Regions from separate parts of the Anas platyrhynchos genome. Here region 2 is linked to region 1. A link is a contact called in public Hi-C data. All regions are on one chromosome and are shown on one strand. Each heading gives the region's core, a stretch centred on a gene start, on an enhancer-like site or on the middle of the called end of the contact. The rest is flanking DNA. Distances are from core to core; before and after follow the strand shown. Region 1 holds the start of KLF3 (KLF transcription factor 3). Region 2 has its middle 130 kb from the start of TBC1D1.

Region 1 (3,865 bases), core at 343-2,842:
TTAAACTTGGTTCATCTGAGGCCAGAACAAGGTAATAGTTAACAGGAAAATCCAGTGATTTTACCAGGAGGAGCATGCTTGCTACTACGAAATATTTTTGCCTGTTTCAGAATTGGACACCAAAACAACTCTGCCCCCTGACTTCAGAGCTCTAGCTAGCTGTGTAACCTGTGCTAGCTCTCAGAATAAGAGAGTGCAAAGCTGGGACATAACTACTTTATCTGGAGCATGTTTGTGCAAGAAAATTACAGCAGCTCCTTTTCACAGCCCTAACAAAATGTTTTGTGTCTGTCTGTATGTTCTAACACAACAATTCTGTTTATTTTATAGGCTTATAATAAAAAAATCACACTTTATGAGATACATGATAATATTTCAACAATACCTTGTTGTGACATGATACAGTGTAATTATCCAGGAGATACTACAATTTATTGTTGTGTCATTGAGTCATACCCTTCGGGGTTTCAGACTGGTGTCTTAGTGTGCTTTATAAAGCCTATCGGGCTATGTCAGGGGACACATTAAAACATCCTAGAACCAAAGATGTAAACTGAACACGTGGCTGTACACAGCAGAGCGTGCATCTTGAAAGCATTTCTCCCTGTCCTTCTCCCTTCCTTCTGTGTTTTGCTTTTACAGCTTTATTGACTCGGTAATAATCAAAGAGAACAGAAATAACAACCACCAGAGGTGAGTTAGGTTGGGGTCCCAGTCAGAGACTTGAATACAGGCTGATCCCGAGGGGGCTGGAGATGCCCAGCACCCACCGCTGGTGTTACCCACAGGACCAAACGTGTAATCACGGGTCCCACAGGGCGACTTCTCCACCCTTAAAAAGCTTCTCATCCGTCCACAGTTCGCACTGCGGGACGGAGCCTTGCCAAGCACAGCGGTTGCCTTTTGGTTGACGTGTCAGGTACCATTTATCAGTCAGAAGAGGGTAAGATTTTACGTGGCGCAACGAGTATATAACACCTCATATACAACATGTAGAGTGTTGGGGGCAGAACCTTTGCCTGAGCAACAGAGCCGAGACGGCAGGCCGGGATTTTACTTCACTTTATTCCAGCAAACACCGCTCCGACTGAAACCCCTCGGTCCACAGGGAGACAAGCGGCTCCTGCTCCGCGGGCCGTCCGTGCAAAACCCCAGCCTCCAGCAGCGAGCGCCGCCCGGGGCCGCCTCCTGCCTCCCGCGGGGGGCCGAGCCGGGGCCGCCTCAGGCCGCTGCCCCCCGGCGGGCCCCGGCCCCCTGTGCGCGGGGCGTGAGGCGGCGCTTCCCGGCCCGGGCCTCAGGCGGCCGGCAGCGGGCGAGCCGCCAAGCCGGGGCGGAGGCGGCCCCACACCTCTGCCCCACGCCGGCCGCCCGGCCTCGCCTCGCCTCTCGCCTCGCCCCGCTCCCTTCTCCCAGCCCCCGCCGGCCAAGCCAACTCGGCGGCGGCAGCGCCCCAGAGCGAGCGAGCACCTCCCTCCCTCCCTCCCTCCTCCCTTCCTTCCCCCCGGGCTGTGCCGCCGCAGGTCGGCCGGGGTGGGCGCTGAGGGAGGGAAGGAGGGAGGGTGGGGAAGGGGCGCGCTGCCGGGGAGGGGAAGGGAGGGAAGGGAGGGGAGGAGCGGCCGGCCGGGCAGGTTTGTCGGCGGTGGTTGTCCCGCTCCCCGCCCCTCCCCTCCCCTCCCGGGGCTGCTGGCGGATAATGAGTGTCTGCGCGAGGCCGGCTGCCCCTGGGAGGCAGGGCTGGGCGGCGGGGAGTCACGGCGTGCCCGCCTGTTTGTGTGCGCCGCCGCTCGCCCCGGCCCCTCGGCGGAGCCTCCACCCCGCGGGCGGGGAGCCGCCCTCCTGCCTCCCTCCCTCCGTCCCCGCCCGGCCGCGCTCCCCTCCGTGACCCTCCCGGGGAGCCGGGCAGGGCGAGAGAGGCGGCGGCGTCATGTGACAGCGCGGCCCGGTGCCAGCAGCCCGGGGGGAAGGCGGGAGGCAGGCAGGGAGGGAGGGAGGCAGGCAGCGGGGCCGCCCCTCCTCGCACACACACCGCACACACACACACAGAGCCGGAGCCACGGCGCCTCCAGCCTCCAGCCCCGCCGCCCAGCGCCCCCACGGCGCCCTCCGCACCTCCTGCCCAGCGTAAGTGTGTGTGTGTGGGGGGGGGGCGGCAGCCCCCCGGAAAGTTTCCCCGAGCTGCTGTGGGGATGGGGGGGCTCCGGGGGGCTCCGCGCACCTGCCCCGACCCCGCTGGGACGCCCCCGCCGCCACCATCCCGGTGCGGGGTGCGGGGGCTTTTTGGGGAAGGGGGGACAAGCAGCGGACCGGGGGGATGTTCGCGGGTGGGTTCGGGTTTTGGGAAGGTTCCGGCCGAGCTCCAGGTTAAGCCAGGGGGTGGTGGTGCCCCCCAAAACCATATTATCCGCCCCCCTCCGAGCTGGCAGGGGTCGAGGTGAAGTTCAGCCGCGCCGCAGCTGGGTACGGCGGTAGGAGCAACGACCGCAATTTGCTTCCCTTTTTCTGGACGCCGTTCATTTGTTATTATTATTATTATTAATAATTAATTCTTTAAGCCCAAACGCGGACGGGAGCGTTTACTTTGGACTTTTGTCAGATGCGCCTCTCGCACGGCCGGGGGCAGCCCTGGCACAGGACAGCCCAGTGCGGGGGGCGCAGGCGGGGAGAGGGGCTGGGGGCTGCTCAGGAGGGCAGGGAGGGGGGAATAAAATAGGGACTTGCCTCGTGTCCTCCCCTGATACCTCACTCACTGTACCTGTATTGTCCGCTGTGCTTTATTTGCTTCCTAGCCTTTGAAAATGCAGGAAGTGCCACTGTTTGTAGAGCTGAACTCTGAAGGCTTTATTGTTATGAAAGGCTGAATTTGGGTGCCGGATACGAGAGCTTTGAAGGCTTACTTTATTTAAACTGATATCCATGAGTGCTCATTACCTGTATTGAAAACAAAGGCTTACATGGCTGCTCAGTAATGATTTTTTCCCATATAATACTTTTAAGATGCACACTCTTGGTAATTGCATGAGGAACTTCTTGTGTGAGAGGAGCTACATCTGGATTTGATAATCCTGCCTGACCCAGAAGAGATTTACTTCAAACTAACTTTCCTCTTGTATTTTTAAGAGCTTTTTGCCTAGTATAAATACAAAAACTTGAAGCTGGTGTGAGTGGCCTTTTTTATTTCTGTCCAAGCTGGCAAAATACCTTTTTTTTTTCCCCTGCACACAGTGTGGTACAGACCACAAGGGGGACGGGGGCAAGGGCGGGGTGTGTGTGAGGAGGGAGAAGATATAAAGTGGTCTGTGCCTTCCATGAGAAACTGGACAAAATTTGCCCTCGGTAACAGAGCTGTGAGACAGCCTTGATGTGCTGCGAGGATTTGAGCCATGCGGTCAATACCTGGTCAGCCGAAAGCAAAAGCCTTCAGATAAAAAATGATGCAAACGTGAGCGAGATCAGCCAAAGGCTCTAAGGTGGTAGAGACAGGAGCTGTGCAGCCACCAAGTTGCTTAGTTCCAGATGCTTGGTGTGAAGCCAGTAAGGAGCTGATATCATCAGCATAAAGCCTGCACCCACACATCGCTGTGCAGATGCTCTGCTGGCCAGCGCACTCTTAAACACCAGCCATGGGGAGCCTGCAGCAGTTGTTAGTGCTGCTGTAGTGCCAGTCCACATAATTTGCTGCAACATGTTCTCACATCGGATAGCGTTAGATGTCCCACCCCTGGTGTATAAATAACCGATGCAAAGCATGTAAGGGAAGAGAGTGCAATGAAACCACAGCTTTGAAGGAAAGCAAGTGTTGAAGTTTCCCTAGTATATGACATCTAGGCAAAATGCACCTTTCCTCTGCCTCCACCTTGAGGAAGGA
Region 2 (3,632 bases), core at 823-3,322, 140 kb before region 1:
TTATGCCCAAAGGTTCATTTAAGGCAGCAGTAGAGGTTGGACTTCTTGTATTTAACAATTCAACCAGGATTGATCCATTCCACAGATTACAATTTCATTTTGCAAGCCTGGAATGGCTTTCCACAATCCAGCACATTTTTAAAACCCGCATCAGGAGAGAGGCAAGAAGATTTACATATTGGTGCACAGAGCTATAGATTTTTCAATGTCTTGTAGTTTTCTCACTTTTTTTTTTTTTTTTTTTTTTAAGATGTAAATGTTTAACCTGATCTATGATGAACATTTTGGCCCTCAAAGACTGTCATTCTCCCAAAGCTTCTTGTCATGTGTATGTGGCTTGCCTTGTCTTCAGCTGAAGGGGACAGAAGATGGGAACGCTCAGCAGCTGGCAGGAGCGAGTTCTTAATTATTAGAGAAACTTTATGTCTCACAGAGCTCCTTGCCAGACAGGCAGTACCAGCTGTTGTAATGACAGCTTCTGGGCCGAAGCTGGTTGGTGTGGACTGTGTATGTACCTTGTTGAAATTTCTTTGTGATATTGTGTAAAAGGATGCCTTCTCATGTTCCAGTGTCATACAATTATATAAACTTTCTTACATCCCATCTATTCCCTTACACACCTTCTCAGCGTCCTTATTTTTGCTCTTGGGACAATTTCATCCAAAAATGCTTTTACTACTTCCTGCTGACAAACTGCACATGTAGTCATTTCCATGGACTGTCGGTACAGTTAAGCTATACCAGTAACTTATGCCGCTTTTCTTACTTGTGTGAAGCCTGAAAAGCTTATGTGTATTTTGTGGGTGAGAGCGGTCAAGTCTTCTCTGGACAAACACCTGGGCAGACATTTCTCAGAAACACTGGACTACCTCTGTAGGGGTGACTGCACCAGAGCATCGCATGTGATGATCAGATTTCTCATGAGATATCGCTACAGGGTTCAGCTAAAGCTAAGCATGCTTTGTGGAGACGCTTCCAGCCTGAGAAAGACTGGGATGTCTGCAGCCAGACCACAGCTCCTCCCACACGTTGTGTAAGAGACGAGAGGACATTTGTGCTGGGTGTGGGATCTGGAGAAACATCAAGGAAGGAGGGCGAGGATTCAGGTCAGATGTGGGAGCAGAGAAGGCAGCTAGAGAGTGCTCTTCAGGGCATGAGAAAGATGAGAGGAGGAGGGACAGGAGATCCTGGCCTGCCCTGAGACAAATGCAGGGTGGAGCGGGCATATATCATTACCCCAACAACTATTTCCATCCTGAACAGCCTGTGGTAGCTCTAGTGAAGAGATAACACCTGCCTTTTGTCTGTGTACTGTAAGAAAACACGTGGAAACTCACTACCAGATCCAGCTAACCTCTTAAGTCTTTTCCCTTGAAGGAGCTGTGGTTTGGCCCACTGTGGAGAAAATGTAAGGACATGCTATGTGGGAAGCTGCAGAAATAAAGCTTTGCTCACTGTTTATGTTTAGGTAGGATGTCTATCAAAATGGATTGCAATTATTGGATAAAATGGACTTCCCTGATATGAAGTGAGATGAGTATTCATGGTATATTGTTTAATGCTTAGGGCCTGAACTTCTCCTGAAGGGAGAAGGGAGATTCTTCTTCAAGAATCTCCCAGGAAGAGGCTCTCCCACCAAAGAAAGCATGGCAGGGCCTTTAGGACCTTTTAGGATGTCACCTTCCACAGTACCGAGCTCAGCAGCTCCCTGTTTGTGTTTGTTCCTCAGCTTCATGTTTGGCTTGGAGGCAAATGAAGATCTGCTGAACCCAGCGGGCGACAGCTGCAGTGAGACAGCTGTAGAAGCAGAGGCAGCAAGGGACGGCTGGGAGGGGGATTAACTGAGTTAACATTTAAAAAAAAATAAAGGATGCTGCAATAAACAGATCAGCCAGGACAGGATCACGCATTGATGCTGAAACTCTGCATGTTATCAGAGCATCTCTTGCTCTGCCCCAGTCCTTCCCCTCAGGTTTCTGTATCTCTTCTACCACAGTAAGGGCATGCCCATGCTACCGCTGTCTGCGTGGGTTTACCCAAGCTGGCTTCAAACAGGCTGGTCTGGAAGTGTGGCCAGGGCAGTCTCTAACTCAGTACAGGCTGCCAAGCATGTCTGGGGTGAGGGGCAGATAAGTACTCGGATGTGTTTTGCAGCCAACACCAATCGCTACATTGCTGTCTCCATGCTGGCATCCATACACAACGGATCCAGGCCTACAGGGGTGTCCTGGTCCCTTATCTGCAAGGACGGGTGTCGAAAGCACTGAGCCCTGGCCTAATCCTGTGTGTGCTGACGTCAGTGGGGATTTTTGTGCTGACACGAGGGAGAGCAGATTTTCTCAACACGCCACGTTGGTGTTTACTTTGCTTCTTCGCATGGAATGACGCTCGGGCCTGTCAGCGGGCTTGGTCTGAGGCGTCCGCTGCCAGCAGCATGGGGACAGGCACGCTGCTGGCAGGTGAGCCAGGTGGGACACGGGGTGGGGTGTGGAGCTGGCATCGCCTTGACCTGGTGAACCAGATCATCTGGAAGCATTTCAGCAGGGCATATCCATGCAGGTTGCTGCTTAATCCCAAGGTGAGTGCCTGAAGCCATGCCATTCGTTTTCTGACCTGGGGTCAGACACCTTCAGTGTGCTAATCCCTTTCAAACACACCCCTGCGTGATTTGTTTGAACATCGGACTGGGTGAGCTTGGTGAAGGAAAGAGATATTACAGCGTCATTGCCTTTTCACTTGTCGGATCCCATTTTCTTTATTCAAATTACTTTTTCTGCCATTTTAATTACATTTTTTATTTGGGGGCAGGGGATTATTTTCTTAATCCATCTCCCCCAAAATGGTACAACTTTTATAGAATAGAACAGAGCAGAAGAGAATAGTTCAGTTAGAAGGGGCCTAGTAAGATTTAGTCCAACTGCCAGACCACCTCAGGGCTAACCAAAAGTCAAAGCATATTATTTAGGATATTATCCAAATGCCTCTTGAACACCAAGAGACATAAAGCACCAACCACCCTCACAGTAAGAAATTTTTCCTAATATCCAATCTGAACCTCCCCTGGTGCAGCTTTGTTGCCATTACAAAACAGCCTGTTATTATTTCAAAATTGAACTTCAAGCATGGGACCAGATTCTTACTTTTTTTTTTTCTTTCTTTTTTTTTTTTTTTTTTTTTTTCAGAAAACCACTTTGCTGAATTTAAAGTCAACATCTTGCTGTTAAATGACTGGAAAAGAAAACTGATGATCAAGCACAGGTTTCTATATCTATATTTAAAGAGTTAAATCCAATTTCCTCAGAAACCAGGGGCTAATCTTCCCCATGGTCTCCAGAATGACAAAGAGTGAAAACAAACTAAAATATATAGAGTTGGATGTTAAAAGACAGTAGTTAGTCAGCAATCTTGTGAACTTTCCCCTGAGTTTTGAGAAACTCGGTTCAGCCTGCCCTTTTGTGCTGACCCCAAAGACTGAAGGCCTCAGAAACCTTCTCCATTGCTGTACTTCAGCAGTGATCCCGAGGGGCATGTTTTCCTTTATTGAGACTGTGTGACTATTATCAGAGTGCCTACATTTTTAGAGACGAGCCTCTCTTTGTGTTAGACACTGTATAAACAGCACTCAAGCCGCC

The links. Hi-C and Micro-C count contacts between places; a contact is called where the count stands out from the background.
Region 2: a contact with region 1 is called in a Hi-C map of small yellow follicle, with 2.7 times the contacts expected there. The contact joins the enhancer-like site here to the promoter of KLF3 in region 1. A contact is called at or near these places in 5 of 8 Hi-C or Micro-C datasets (liver, skeletal muscle, small yellow follicle and 1 more).

The regions. Positions count from the first base shown.
Region 1 is chr4:56,341,566-56,345,430 of IASCAAS_PekinDuck_T2T, reverse strand. It overlaps KLF3 (KLF transcription factor 3), which reads left to right and starts at 1,592. Exons shown (of 7, transcript XM_027457242.3): 1 at 1,592-2,121.
Region 2 is chr4:56,480,446-56,484,077 of IASCAAS_PekinDuck_T2T, reverse strand. No RefSeq gene overlaps it. Among named protein-coding and RNA genes, the nearest start is that of TBC1D1, 130 kb to the left of the region's middle. Within about 2 kb of position 2,072, at least 1 of the 8 cell types and tissues checked has an H3K27ac peak or open chromatin away from gene starts, as enhancers often do. A contact at or near this core is called in small yellow follicle, where this site is marked.